Linked DNA regions of Capra hircus: region 2 is linked to region 1. Evidence: chromatin contacts called from public Hi-C data. All regions are on one chromosome and are shown on one strand. Each heading gives the region's core, a stretch centred on a gene start, on an enhancer-like site or on the middle of the called end of the contact. The rest is flanking DNA. Distances are from core to core; before and after follow the strand shown. Region 1 has its middle 12 kb from the start of ID3. Region 2 has its middle 24 kb from the start of RPL11.

Region 1 (7,460 bases), core at 596-3,095:
AGGGAGAGATTGGGAGCTTGGGACTGACATGTCCACACTGGTATATAACACTTAAAACAGATAGCCAGGGACTTGCCTAGATCTCTGGCAGTCCAGAGGCTCTGTGATTCCACTGCAGAGAGCATGGGTTTGATCCCTGGCCTGGGAACCAAGATCCCACATGCTCTGCAGGGAAGCCAAAAAATAAAATTTAAAAAAAGATAAAAATAAATAACCCACAAGGACCTACTGTATAGCACAAGGATCACTCCTCAATATTCTGTAATAACCTAAATGGGAAAATAATTTGAAAAAGAATGGCTACACGTGTATGTATACGTGAATCACTTTGTTATACATCCGAAACTAACACAACATTGTTAATCAACTATCCTCCAGTATAAAACTAATTTTAAAAAAATTGAGTGTGTTTTAACCCTTCAGCTGAATAGAATTGAAACCTGGGACAGCAATATCAAAAATCCAGATCAACTACTAACATAAAAAATAAGACTCAGAACTATTTTGAAATAAACAAGGCATTCAGTCTATGGAGTCTGAGTGGTATTGGCCGCACTGTGAGTGTGAGCGGTGATAGCTTAGAGCACCCGTTTCTCAGATGCTGACTCTGACCCCTGCTCCACACTTCCTGTAGGGGATCTCAGCCTGTCATCATCTCACACTGTAATTCTGTTCTGTCCCTCCCCCCAGATTTAAGTCACTCCTTGTCTTCTTTATTGTCGCACCCCCATATTCAGCCCAGTGTTCCTTGCAGAGTAGAAGCCCGAGAACCGCTGATTGAAATGAACTCAGTGGAAGATTCTTGGAATAGTTGAGAGGCCACTCCCAGTCTCTTCCCAGAAAGGTCCTTGGCCACTGTCAGAGGCCCTGTGACTCTGCAAACCAGAGAGACTGCAGGGACCAGAATTCTCAAGTATCTCCTCCTGGCTTGTTGACAGAGTAGCATCTCTCCGCCCATGCCTCTGCCCCCATGATCAGCCCTCCCCAAAAAGGCAGATTAAAAAAAAAAATGATGCTAATAGTAGCAAAGCAAGTACATTCATACCTCAAATCCACTTTAGTTACCACGATAGTCCTCAGAGGAAGCCACGATTAGCCCCACTGTACAGGTGAAAGAGGGGCTTCCCGGGTGGCTCAGTGGGTAAAAGAATCTGCCTGCTAATGGAGGAGGCGCAGGAGGTGCGGGCCAATCCTTGGATTGGGAAGATCCCCTGGAGGAGGCATAGCAATCCACTCCGTTATTCTTGCCTGGAGAATCCCATGGGCAAAGGAGACTTTTGGGGTCACAAAGAGTCGGACAGGACTGCAGTGACTGAGCTCACATACACGCCCAGGTGAAAGAACTGAGGCCAGAAGCTCAACGATACTCCTGAAGGCACACAGCTTAAGACGTGTCAAGGCACAGGGTTTTACTTATTATGCGCCAATCACTGTTCTGAAGGCTTATAAATCTTGTTTTATATAATCCTAGTAACATCGCTATGAAGTATGTATTGTTATCACTCCTGCTTTACAAATATGAATCGGACTCAGAGCTCGGGTACTTTTCTCAAGATCATCAGGCTGGTGATGCCTGGTTTTGAGCCAGGGCGGTCTGGATTCACCCTCTCAACCCCTCTGCTATCTTTGCTTCCTTCTGCATGCCATCTGAAAGCCTTGGCTTCAGCATGTGTAAGGAGGGTAAGAACACCCACATCACAGAGTGGTTGTGAGAATTAGATCAAATGTACGTGGGCATCTGGAACACACTAGATACCAAGGAAAAAGAGGTAACAAGTTTGGCTACTCAAGTCGAAACTGACAATTGCAGCAATTGGCCACCAGGGGGAAGTCATGCGCTGAAGACCTAATACCTTCCTGGGTCCTGGTTGACTGCTGGATGGTTAAGAATTCTATAGAGACCTTTGCCCTGGGCCCCGACCCTGCGATCAGTGACATCTTGCCGATGCAGAACCTGATGGAACTAACTTTCCTGCAGATTAAATGAGGTATAGACCTTAAACATATCCAAAGACCCTTTGCCAACACCAGTTCTGGGAGGATGTATGCTGGGGGGAGCCTAGCTGTGTCCCATTTGGGGGTGGCCGTGGTGGGGGGCAGCGATTACTAGCAATGCCTGTTCTGCTGGAGGCTGGGCTCCTGGAGCCACAGCTGCAGGGTGGAGGGCGACAGGAGGGGCTTTGGAATTGTCTCCCTACAGGTTTCCATGGTTACAGATTGATGCAGGCAGCCCACTAGGCTGGGTCCTTTATCTGTATTGTCTCCTGGGGAGACAATGGGCTTTAGGGATTGGGGCGGGGCGGGGGGGGGGCGGTGCGTGTGGACACTCCATGCAGATCACTGCTGCAGGAGGGTCCTCCTGGGCCCTGCTCTGTGAATCCCTTGACCCCGGGGCTGCTGGGGCTGAGAGAGCAGGGCATAGGGGTCAGCCTTGGCAATCACTCCCTGCTTTAGGGTCCAACACACTGCTAGAGCCTTGGGAGCAGCCATCTTCGGGGCCCTGAAACAACAGCTGCAGAGGTCTCGGGGTACTGGGCAAAAAGCACACAGTTTAGAATTGGCCCTGATTACATCATGATTCCAACTCGAGAAATAACTTTTTACCTGCCTGGGTCTCAGTTTGCTCATCGGGAAAGTGGCGGGGAGCAGCGACTTCATAATATTTCTGTGAGGCAGCGTCAAGCACAAAGCCTGGTATCAAGGGGCTCAGGGAGTCCCTAAGCTCCGAGGGACTCGGAGCATGCCTCAGCTCGCAGGACTGGCTGTCACTCAGTCTGTGGCCTTAGCCAAGGCCCTTCCCCTCTCAGGGCCTCAGCTGCCCCATGTGTGGCTTGGGGACTTTGAAAGGTTTATAAAGGATGAGATGAGATGATAAGAAAATGCTTAGAAAAATAGAAGTCAAACCCTAACACACCACTCTGCCTTCCAGGACTTAAAGGCACTTGGAATATACAACACATGATCACAGCCGGCACGTGACATCCAGATGAGTTAAATCTTTGGTGCTATGGCAGAAAGGGGAGGTTATTTAGGAGGCTGGACATGGAGGGTCTCAGAATCAGGCAATTATTCCAAGAAGACCTGCCACCCTGATCAAAAAAAGAAACAAAAGCACAGAGAGGGAATTCCCTAGTGGCCCAGTGGTTAAGACTCTGTACATTCACTGCCAAGGGTGAGGGTTCAATCCCTGGTGAGAAAATTAAGGACCCCCCCTCCACAAGCCAAGGGGCATGGGCAAAACAAAACAAAACAAAACAAAAAAGCACAGAGAAATGAAGGGACTCAGCTCTCTGCCCCCCAGTTTCATCATCTTGTTCTGTCATCACCTTCCTCTCCAAGGAAAGGGTGTGTCTAGGGGGGAGGAAAGGAAGGGGTAAGGGAAAGTTACTGTCATTTATGGGACACTTTTATATGAGGTTAAGTTGATCGTTAGCCCCATTTTATAGATAAGGAAACTAAACAGTGCTGTTCGACTAGATTGGCCAAACAACATATGAGGCCCAAGAATAAAAATAATTTGTCTGCAGGATGGAAGGCAGAACTTGCTCAAGAGAAAACTAAAACAATTCCCAGCAGAGGGAATCAAAACTTTTAAGCGTCTATCACTCATCCTTCCATTAAGATGCACTCAGTCCAGAGTCTTGCACAATACAAGTGTCCAGGAAATGAAAGTTCTTATCACCATAAATGCTACTATTAAATTTATTACTACACATTCAACACAGGAGATACAAAGGTAAATAAAACTCCCTCCTGTCTTTGAGGAATTCAGCCTACTGAAAGGGAAGGAGGGTGCAAAAAATAATCTCTTACAGTTATTGGACTTGACAGTGTACAAAGCACTTTTACATACGCCATCTCAACTGAATTCTCCAAACAGCCTCATGAGGAAGGCATTTCTCCCATGTTAGAAATACGGAAACTGAGGCTCAGTGAGGTCCAATGACTTGCCCAGACATTGTAAAATATGAATAAATTAGGAAAGAAAATAATTTTAGGAGGAAAACCACCTTTATTGGATTAACAGATGTATTTAAAAATCAATAAAGGGTATTAATTACATAAGGCACCCAGATCATAACCCTGTTTTATTAAAGAATATAAAAAGATAGCTCTTACTGAGTTAAAAAAACAACATGCTTTGAAGAGCTCTCATATAGGGAGCAATGACAATGTGCCAGGCACTTTTTGTTCACTTCTCTAATCCTCACAACCTTGAAAGGTCCGCCCCCTTTCACAGATGGGAAGTCAAAGCTCAGAGAGGTGGAGTGAGGTGCCCAGGGTTGCACAGCAAGGAGGGGAGAGAACCAGGACTGAGACCTGGGCTCTGATACTCAGGTTAAGAGCTGGAGCCAGGGCTTCCTCCCAGGTCAGTTTTTTTTATTTTTGTGTTAATTACTTTTATTTATTTATTGGAATATAAGCTTTACAATGTTGTGTTAATTCCTGCTGTACAACAAAGTGAATCAGTCATGTGCATACATATATCCCCTCCTTCTTAAGCTTCCCTCCCACCCCACCTCCATCCCGCCCACCTAGGTCATCACAGAGCCCCGAGCTGAGCTTCCTGAGCCTTATAGCAGCTTTTGTCCTGACTGACAGGAAGAGTCAAGACTTGGGCTTAGGGTGGAAAAAGCCTGGTGCTCCCCAGAAAGACAGCACTGAATTGATCTGCTGCCAGCTAAGGCTGTCATATCCTAGGTGGTCTGGCCCCACCTGACTTCTTGGCTTTTTATTGTTTTTAATTTTTGTTGACTTGTAGTTGACTTACGATGTTTCGTTCCTTACTGCTCTACAGCAAAGTGGTTCAGTTATACATATATATGCGTTCTTTTTTATATTGTTTTCTACTATGGTTTATCATGCAGGCGTGCTAAGCCACTTCCGTCATGTCCAACTCTGTGACCCCGGGCACTGCAGCTCACCAGGTTCCTCTGTCCATGGGATTCTCCAAGCAAGAATACTGGAGTGGGTTGCCATGCCCTTCTCCAGGGCCAGGTTAGTTTTGCAAAGGAATTCTCCTGCTGAGAGGTCACAGAGCCACCAATCTCCCTTCACAGAGGACAGCGAGTAGGAGGGAGCATGCGGGCCGCTCTTCAATGCAAGAGGGCTTGCTTCAGCTCATCATGAGTGTGTGTGTGTTCATGCACACGTGTGTGCACACGCACAAGTGTGGCTATGTGTGAAGTTTGTTAGGCACTAGATCTCACAAAACCATATGATAAAAATCTGTACATCTTCTTGAAATGCCAATCGTTTAAAAATTGAGATATTAAGATTTTGCATAAAAACAGATGGCTATAGAATGTATGAGAACACAAGCTCCACAGAGTGTGCTGAGATAATGAATGGCAGGTAGCATTTGGGGGCTCCTATTATGCGCCAAGCATTAGACCGAGTGGACGATGTGGCAACTGATTTAATCCTCCCACCTGGGAATTCCCTGGCAGTTCAGGGATTAGGACTCAGTGATTTCACTGCTGGGGGCCTGGGTTCGACCCCAGGCTGGGGAACTAAGATTCCACAGGCTTCATGGTGTGTCCAAAAAAGAAAAGTTAAAAAAAAAATTTCCCAACTGTCTGTAGTAGGGACTTTCATTATCCCCATTTTATAGGTGCAGACACTGAAGATGCAAGAACTTAAGTTGTTTGTCCAAGATCACACCGTAACTGGGGGACGGTGGACACACACAGCATATGAGAAGCCAAATACTGTTTGTTCAATTGGAAGTTTACAGAAAGATTCACAATGAAGGTGATGACAAAGACGCAGGTAGCTCCCGCTCCACTTCATCCTGATAAAATGATAGGGACTGCCAACTTCAAGCAGTTCATCTGTGCCGGGTACTCTGTTGTCTTACTTAGTTCCTGAAACAGCTCTACGAAAGAGGTACTACTGGGAGCTTTAGAAGAAAAACTGAGGCTGAGAGAGGTGGTGTCCTTTAGCTGATCACACAGCTAAGAAGTGGCAGAGACAGGCCTGTCTGATCACAAAGCTCCTGCTCTCCTGATTTCACTATGTTTGGCCTCCAGGTTCTCTGGCCTCTGAGTCACGTCCATCCTACCCCAACCCCGACCCCTGTTCTCTTCTACAGAGGGATGCGCTCACCAGTGAGCTGGTTCTGTATCAGGCAGAGCCTGGGTTCAAAGTTCTGACTTTCCACAGTTGAAAACACCTTTGTCATGAAATGATTACAAATCCCCGTAATGAGAGAGTAGTAGCTGGGCAAAGGGAGAAGGCAATGACAACCCACTCCTGTATTCTTGAATGGAAAATCCCATGATGGAGGAGCCTGGTAGGCTGCAGTCCATGGGGCTGCACAGAGTCAGACACGACTGAAGCGACTTAGCAGCAGCAGCAGCAGCTGGGCAAAGGGTGAGAGCATGAAGATCTGGTTTTTAATCCCTGGGTCTGTGAGGGAGTCTTTTCACATGACACTGGGTGCATCACTTATGCCCTCTGGGACTCAGCCTCTCCATCTGTGAAATAGGATTATTTCTAACTCCAACTGTAACTTCCTGAGTGCCTCCATGTGGGAGCGGGCCTCTCGGTGCTCTATCTTTGCTGCTGCTAAGTCGCTTCAGTCGTGTCCAACTCTGTGCGACCCCATAGACGGCAGCCCACCAGGCTCCCCCGTCCCTGGGATTCTCCAGGCAAGAACACTGGAGTGGGTTGCCATTGCCTTCTCCAGTGCATGAAAGTGAAAAGCGAAAGTGAAGTCGCTCAGTCGTGTCCGACTCTTAGCGACCCCATGGACTGCAGCCTATCAGGCTCCCCCATCCATGGGATTTTCCAGGCAAGGGTGCTGGAGTGGGATGCCATTGCTCTATCTTTAGGTCCTCACTAAATCCTCAGCAGGACTCTGCGGTGGCTCCAGGCTGGTTTTCTGAGGTTCAGAGAGGTTAAGGAGCTTGTCCATGATGGCACAGCCTGGGAGTGGCGAGGCTGAATTGCAGCCCTGCTGTTTTAAGTCCTTGCACTATTCCTCAAGGCACCAAGCGTCCTGTTGATCACATACTCCTGCGTGTGTGTGTGAAAGGCCTCTGAAGAGCACGCCTGCTGGACAGGCAGTACTGAGATGCCGTGGATGGGTTATGCCAACAACACTGCCACCTGGAAAGATGAGGGAGGAATTATGTGAGCAGTCTGACAATCATGCCCAACAAGCTCTGTGGCTGGGGTCACCCCGGGCCCACCAAGTGCCAGGCGCCTTACATGTCATCTGCTTTAATCGTCACAGCAAACACGTGAGGCTCTGAGAGGGTAAATAACCTACCTCTAATGGCTGGAGAAGAGATAGGCTACCCACTCCAGTATTCTGGGCTCTCCTTGTGGCTCAGCTGGTAAAGAATCCGCCTGCAATGCGGGAGACCTGGGTTCGATCCCGAGGTTGGGAAGACCCCCCCTGGAGAAGGGAACAGCTACCTACTCCAGTATTCTGGCTTGGAGAATTCCATGTT
Region 2 (7,539 bases), core at 3,157-5,656, 90 kb after region 1:
GCTGCCTCTGTTCAGCTGGGGGATCTGAATTTATTTAGAATAGGCAGCATGTTCTTAGGATGAGGATGTTGAGATCGGATGTGGTTTTTTGAAAGTCACTCTAGGACCACAGGGGGAGAAAAGCCAGAGGGGATCGGGAGACAGGTAGGGGAGAGGCCACCGGAACAGTGGAGGGCAGGAGCTCTAAGGCTTGGGCAGGGGTGGACCCCAACCGGACAGTTCCAGGTTCCATTTAACAGGGTGGCTGGCAGGCAGGATATGATGGGAGAGCAATCAAACTTGAGGGACTGAATGATACTGATTATTTTATTCATGCAGAGAGCACTCTTCTGTTGAGCACCTACTAAGTGCCAGGTCCTGAGCAAAGTGCTGAGAACACGGGTGGGATTGCTGGTCTGAAGAAGCCAAGAAGAGAGAAGTGGGAAGTGATGAAACAGGTGAAGGAGGGAGAGGTGATGATGAGTTTGGCTGGGGGTGCTCTGCATGAGAGGGACCGTGGGTAGCCATGTGGCGATGTCCAATGGGGCTCTGGAGAGCGAGTTCAGGACTCTGGAGAGAGGTTGAATTTGAGACACACGGCTTGGAAAGTAAAGTCTTGAGCGCTGCCTTGCATCCCTCCCTTGGAAGAGAAGACGTCATATGGTCTATTGCCAGCTTTTTGCTTACTTCTCTGGCTTATACTCAAAGATTCAATAACAGAATCAATGTTTGTGGTGGTGGTGGGGAAACAGTTCCTAAAAATTATCAAATTGTACACTTAAAATGGTTAGATTTTTATGTTATATAAATTAGAGCTCAGTAAAGTTTAAACATATGGTTGGGGGGTGGGGAAGTCTCAACTTTTTTAGGAAGTCAGGAAACCTGGATGGGAAGAATGTTCCACACAGACAGCAGGAGTGAAGTCTGGTGCAGCTGGACCTAGGTAGCGGAGAGTGGCTGAATCTGGGCCACTTGGGAGGGAAGGGCAGCTGGCGCCTCTCTGAAGCCAGCTGTACTGATCGCATCGCTGAACACTGACCCCCTGCAGAAGACTTTCATCCTAGATGGAATCAACCAATCATCCTAGATGGAATCAGACAACCCCCGAAGGAAAGATGCCATCAGCATTCTTTAGATGGGGAAACTGAGGTTCCGAGAGGTTAAGCCAGTTACCCAAAGTCACACTGCCTTGATTAAATGGGTAGAATCAGTCCTTTGGCCACCTGCTGAGAAGAACTGACTCATTGGAAAAGACCCTGATGCTGGGAAAGATTGAGGGTGGGGGGAGAGGGGGTCGACAGAGGATGAGATGGTTGGATGGCATCACCGACTCGATGGACATGAGTTTGAGTAAGCTTCTGGAGTTGGTGATGGACAGGGAGGCCTGGCGTGCTTCAGTCCAAGGGATCGCAAAGAGTTGGACACAATTGAACGACTGAACCAAACTGAACTGAATCAGTCCAGTCTGGATCTGTCAGCTCCAAAGTCTGACTCTTAACAAACACTCTAGACTCAGTTTTGCCTGCTTCGGCAAACATCTCCATCCAAGCAGAGGCAGGCCGCCGTTAGGCTCTGACCCGGGAGCCTGCTTGCAGGGAGGCGAGGGGCGGAGAGGCGGGCGCTACGATGGCCCCACCTGCTGGCCAAACGTGGAACTTGACTGGCTCCTTCCCAGCGCAATTCTTTTTCTGCCCCGCTTTCTCAGCACTGTGTCCTCCCAACCGTCCTGGGAGGCTAATGGGCAGGGATTGTTAGTTGGCTCCAGTTCACCACGAGGAGCCCAGAGCTCAGAGAGGGGAAGTGCTTCTCCAAGATGTCGCCGAGAAGTAGAGGAGGACCCTGGATTCAAATCCGTGTCCGTGAGATGCCGTTCACACCGCAGCTGCCCTTCCCTCCACCCCAGTGTGGCCTTAGCTCCCAGAGTGTCCCCCGGAGGGCGTCTAGGCCAATCCCCTCTCTTTCTGGCTCACAGATGGGAATCTAGTCAGGTAGTGACCCGGCCTGCCCAGGTTTGTCCCTGTGGGACGACGCCTTGCAGAGGCCACCCCAGGCTCTGCATGGGGCTTTCTAGGCAGAAGCCCCTCCACCTTGGGAAATGGCTGTCCCTTCCTCCTTCCCCAGCCCCTCAGATCTTCTGGTTTCAGTTTCAGGAAGGAGGAAAGGGAGAAAAAGAAGGGAGGGTGGGTAGAAGGTGGCGGGGGTGGGGGGCAGGCAGTGAGCTAGGAGGGAGGCAGAGACAGAGGCCCTGCAGAAGGCAAAAGGGAGCAGTCAGAGCCAGGCCAGGGTGAGGGGTAAAGACAGCGAGGGCCCTAAGCTGAGCTACCACTGTTGAGGGGCAGACGGGAGGTAGGTGCTTTGGGGGGACATCACCCTTAATCCTCTCGATGATCCTGAGAGGTGGGAAGGATGACTTACCCCTCATTTACACCGAGCAGCAGCAGTATCGGGGGGCTGGAGTGATGCGCCCTGCCCGAGGTTATGCACAAGCGAATCTGACATGGGAATCTGAACACAGGAAGTGTGACTCCGGGAGGAAGGGATTGATGGAAAGCAGACGGGCTATCCAGATGTCAGGCTGGGAGCAGGGGGCAAATGGTCCTGCTGCTGGAGGAGGGGTCTTGTTACCGTGTGTCTGAATGTGTGATGGGGAGGGAGAGTGGCTGAGAGATGGCTGTCACACCTTGGTGACGGCTCTGGAGCATGTGCTGTCTGACTGTGGCTGAGCAAGGTGGGTTTGGTGAGGGGCCTGAAAGGCCCCACACCTGGGCCGACTCCTCATCACCCTTCCCAGCTTGAAAGTCGCCTCCTCAGGCTTCCCTGGTGGCCCAGGGGTTAAGAATCCACCTGCTGATGCAGGCGACATGGGTTCAACCTCTGGTCCAGAAAGATCCTGCATGCCACAGGGCAGCTAAGCACGTGCACCACAACTGCTGAGCCAGTGCTCTGGAGCCCGAGTGCTACAAATACTGAGGCCCACGCACCCCAGAGCCCTGCTCTGCAACAAAAGAAGCCTCCACAATGAGAAGCCCGGGCACCACAACTAGAGAGGAAACCCTGCTCGCTGAAGCTAGAGAAAGCCTGGGTGCACCGACAAAGACCCAGCACAGCCAAAATAAGTAAAGAATGTTTTTAATTGAAAAAAAAAAAAGTCACCTCCTCTGGGAAGCCCTCCAGCATTGCTAAAATGGCATCAGATCCCCGTTATACACTTGCAATATTTCTCCTGTTGAGCACTCATACTGTGTGTTAGTGGTTCAGCTCTGTTGCTCAGTCTTGTCTGATTCATTGTGACCCCATGGACTGCAGTATGCAAGGCCTCCCTGTCCATCACCAACTCCTGGAGTCTATTCAAATTCATGTCCGTTGAGTCAGTGATGCCATTCAACTGTTTCATCCTCTGTCATCCCCTTCTCCTCCCGCCTTCAACCTTTCCCAGCATCAGGGTCTTTTCAAATGAGTCAGTTCTTTGCATCAGGTGGCCAAAGTATTGGAGTTTCAGCTTCAGCATCAGTCCTTCCAATGAATATTCAGGACTGATCTCCTTTAGGATGGACTGGTTGGATCTCCTTTCAGTCCAAGGGACTCTCAAGAGTCTTCTCCAACACCACAGTTCAAAAGCATCAATTCTTTGGCGCTCAGCTTTCTTTATAGTCCAACTCTCACATTCATACATGACTACTGGAAAAACCATAGCTTTGACTAGATGGACCTTTGTTGGCAAAGTAATGTCTCTGCTTTTTAATATGCTGTCTAGGTTAGTCATAACTTTTATATTTAACTCTTTATATTTAAATCAGTAAATACACATCTGCTTCTGACCCAATGGGGATTGGTAATGGACAGGTACCAAAACTCTAGATAAAACTAGACATGTGGGACAGATGGCAGAGAGACCCACTGGCCTTGAACACTGTCTCCTGAGCTCCAGGCTGTGGGTTTTACTGAGAGAATGGAGGGTGGTGGTTAATCCTCGAGTGGGTTCATTGGAGTTTCATCAAGCCAGGTTCCACTGGGTCTGCTTCATATCCGTCTTCCCACCCTGTTCTCCCGCCTATGAGGGTCAAGTTAATGGTCTTGACTCCTGTTGTTTCCCCAACACTTTACACAAAACCTCACATGTGGTCCTGGCATCAGGTAAACACCTGCTGAAAAAGTGAGTGAATGAATGAAGCTCGTGGGTTTGGGCGCAGGCTGGGGAGGCCAGGTTTGTTGTGAGGGCGTGCGGCAAGGAGACCCAAGCTACACTGGGCCGATTGGTAGCAGGGAGCCACCAGGACACATATAGTCCCCTCTGCAGTGGCCTCTCGTGGAGTAGCACGGGGTGGGGCGCATCTGGGGGCCCTGAGATAGCGCCTCTGCGCTGGGCTGGCTTCCCCGAAAGGCTGCTGGGAAGGAAAGTCTGGAGAAGGCAAGAAGCAGGTCTCCCTTCTCCCCTGCCACCCCAGATGGCTGGGCCCCTCTTTGCCTAACCCCTTCCTGGGGAAACCGAGGAGGTTCAGCAGCCCATCCTGGGACTATGGGCCAGGCTACCCCTCCAGCACCTGGCCAGGTACTGCTCTTGAGACTGTCACCTGCAGCGTTCCTGGGGACAGTGGCAATAGAAATAGAACCCCCCAGCCCCCCACTCCCATACCTGATCGGGAAGGAACGCTTAGGGAGAAAATGACTGTGGGGAGAAGGCAGTGGACGGAGTCAGACGGATGCCGCTGTTCACCTGTAAGAGGCAGGCGAGCCTCAGCCGCCTCATCTGGAAAGGAGGATACTGATAGCATCTATTTCAGAGTTTGCAGCGCGATTACATAGGGTCCAGAGCACAGTTCAGTTACCAATGCCACTAACACCAAACAATGAAGAGTCATCCTCTTGTTGTCTGCCCCTCCCAGGATGAATACTTAATCTTCATCGCACTTCCTGTGTGCCAGGTATATGTTTCACACTTCACCAGCATTAATCCCTTAATCCTCATTCAAGGCTGTGCCTGTTTTGTCATAAAGAAGAGGCGTCTCGGGCACAGCAGGGCACACAGCAGGTATAAAGGGTGGAGCTGGGATTTAAACCCAGACAGTCTGGCTACAGAGCGGGTGTCCCTAACCACGCTGCCACATATTTGTATTATCTGGTCAGCAGCCTCTTTCCCTTTGCTGTGTCATGAGGAAGGATCAGCATCTTAGACTCGCTGCAGTTGGTTCAGCTCAGCTCAGCATATTCTGATCACTCACAGGTGCCAGGCCCTGTGCTGCGATGGAATGGGAGGCCACAGAGACTTCCCTGGTGGTCCAGAGGCTAAGACTCCACGATCCCAATACAGCAGCCCCCAGGTTTGATCCCTGGTCAGGGAACTAGATCCCACATGCCACGACTTATAGAGTTTGCCTGCCAGGACTGAAGATCACGCATGCTGCAGCCAAGACCTGGTGCAGACAAGTAAATATTTAAAAAGGAAAGGAGGCCACAGAGAGCTCTCAGTCTGTCTCTCTGTCTCTCGGTGAGACAGACACACGAAAATCCACACTAGCAAGTGCTGGGTTCAACGATAGTGCTTCTACGAGGCACCGAGGCGGGAAAGACACGCCTGAGGACAGGTTTGACTGAAAGCTGGGTGACTGGCTCAAAGAGAATGAGTGTAAGCTGAACAGGGTCTTGAAGGATGAATAGGAGTTTGCTCGGCCAAGAAGGAGAAAGAACACTCCAGAGAGAGAGAAGAGCATGTGCAAAGGCAAGGGGGCATGAAACCCCATGGGAGGCTCAGAGCAGGAAGTAGGCAGTAAAGCTGGAGCATAAAGAGGGGGAGGGGTGGTGTGAGGATGTTTACAGCAATCAGGTTCTTGACTCTGCAGCTAATGGCAGTCCTTACCGGGCAAGGTTGACAAGCTCCTTACTTCTCTGAGCCTCTTCATTTTCTATAAATTGGGATACAATAAAAACTTCCCCATAGGACTGTGTGTGTGTGTGTGTGTGTGTGCACGCGCGTGCGTGCCCACACGTGCTCTGTTGCTCAGTTGTGCCTGACTCTTTGCAACCCCTTGGACTGTAGCCCACCCGGCTCTTCTGTCCGTGAGACTTCCCAGGTAAGAATACTGAAGTGGGTTGCCATTTTCCCAACCCAAGGATTGCACCTGCGTCTCCCGGGTGTCCTGCACTAGCAGGCGGATTCTTCACCACTGAACCACCTGGGAAGCTCCCCATAGGACTGCAGTGAGCGCGAAATGAAGTAGTATCTGTTAGGTTCCTGAAACAAAGTGCTCGATAGATGTGAGTAGTTGTTATTGTTACAACGAGTATGTGTAAAACACATACTTTAAAAAAAAAGCAACAAGCACATCTTCTTAGAGATGGAATCCCAGAAGAGAGGAAGGAACTCAGTGGATCCGACATAATGAATAAACAAAGCTGAATTATTTACACAGTTTTCCTCCCCCAAACTTCAAGGCAAGGTTCACAGTTTTATGTTAAACTCCCAAGAGCATTCCAAACCAGGGAACATGGGAAGAAAGCCAGTGTCTCCAATAACCCTGGAGTTTTGTTTCAAAGCATTTATAGAGTTATGTGTCAATCTGTGCAATTTATCTTTTTAACTTTTTCTTGAAATATAATAAACACACAAGAGAACACAAATCCTAAGCGTACAGCTCAATGCATAGACCCAAAATAAACCTACAAGCATAGCCTAAGCCCAGACGAAGAAAAAACATGATAAGCACGACCAGCACCCCGCCCTAGAATCTTCTCTTTCTCACCCCTCCCAGTCACTGCCTCTCCCCACAGGTAGTTACTACTGGGTAATTCTTTAGTTATCCACTTGGAAAGCACCGGTATCCCCTATGTATTATTTTCCTGCCTTAAGGCAGTACCACAAACCTGGGGCTTTAAAACAACAGAAGTTTATTCTCTCGTAGTTCTGGAGGCCAGAAGTCCAAACTCAAGGTGTTGGCAGAGTCGATTCCTTCTGAAGATTCTTTCGGCGGGGGAGTCCCATTCCATGCCCCTCTCCTGGCTTCTGGTGACTTCTAGCAGAACCCTTGATGTCTCTGGGAAGGTGACTTCTCTTCAGTCTCTGCTGCCTCCACAAGGCCTTTTCCTCTGTGCCTTTCTGAGTCCTGTTTTGTTTTACAAGAACATTCTTATTGGATTTAGGCACCTCCCCGCTCCAATCCAGTCTGGGGCTTCCCTGGTAGCTCAGCTGGTAAAGAATCCGCCTGCAATGAAGGAGATCCTGGTTCGATTCCTGGTTCAGAAAGTTCCCCTGGAGAAGGGATAGGCTAACCACTCCAGTATTCTTGGGCTTCCCAGATGGCTCATATGGTAAAGAATCCACCTGCAATGCAGGAGATCTGGGTTTGATCTCTGGGTTGGGAAGATCCCCTGGAGAAGGGAAAGGCTAACCACTCCAGCATTCTTGTCTGGAGAATCCCACGAACAGAGGAGCCTGGCGGGCTACAGTCCATGGGGTTGCAGAGAGTCGGACACAACTGAGCCACTAAAACCAGCACAGCACACAGCAATCCAGTGTGATCTCATCTCCATCCTTATTTTAATTATATCTGCAAAGACCCAAATAAG

Evidence for each region. A called contact is a pair of places that touch in the nucleus more often than the background predicts.
Region 2: a contact with region 1 is called in a Hi-C map of blood, with 9 times the contacts expected there. The contact joins two enhancer-like sites. A contact is called at or near these places in 4 of 5 Hi-C or Micro-C datasets (blood and liver).

Annotation. Positions count from the first base shown.
Region 1 is chr2:6,636,841-6,644,300 of ARS1.2, forward strand. No RefSeq gene overlaps it. Among named protein-coding and RNA genes, the nearest start is that of ID3, 12 kb to the right of the region's middle. Within about 2 kb of position 1,846, at least 2 of the 5 cell types and tissues checked have an H3K27ac peak or open chromatin away from gene starts, as enhancers often do.
Region 2 is chr2:6,724,070-6,731,608 of ARS1.2, forward strand. No RefSeq gene overlaps it. Among named protein-coding and RNA genes, the nearest start is that of RPL11, 24 kb to the right of the region's middle. Within about 2 kb of position 4,407, at least 2 of the 5 cell types and tissues checked have an H3K27ac peak or open chromatin away from gene starts, as enhancers often do.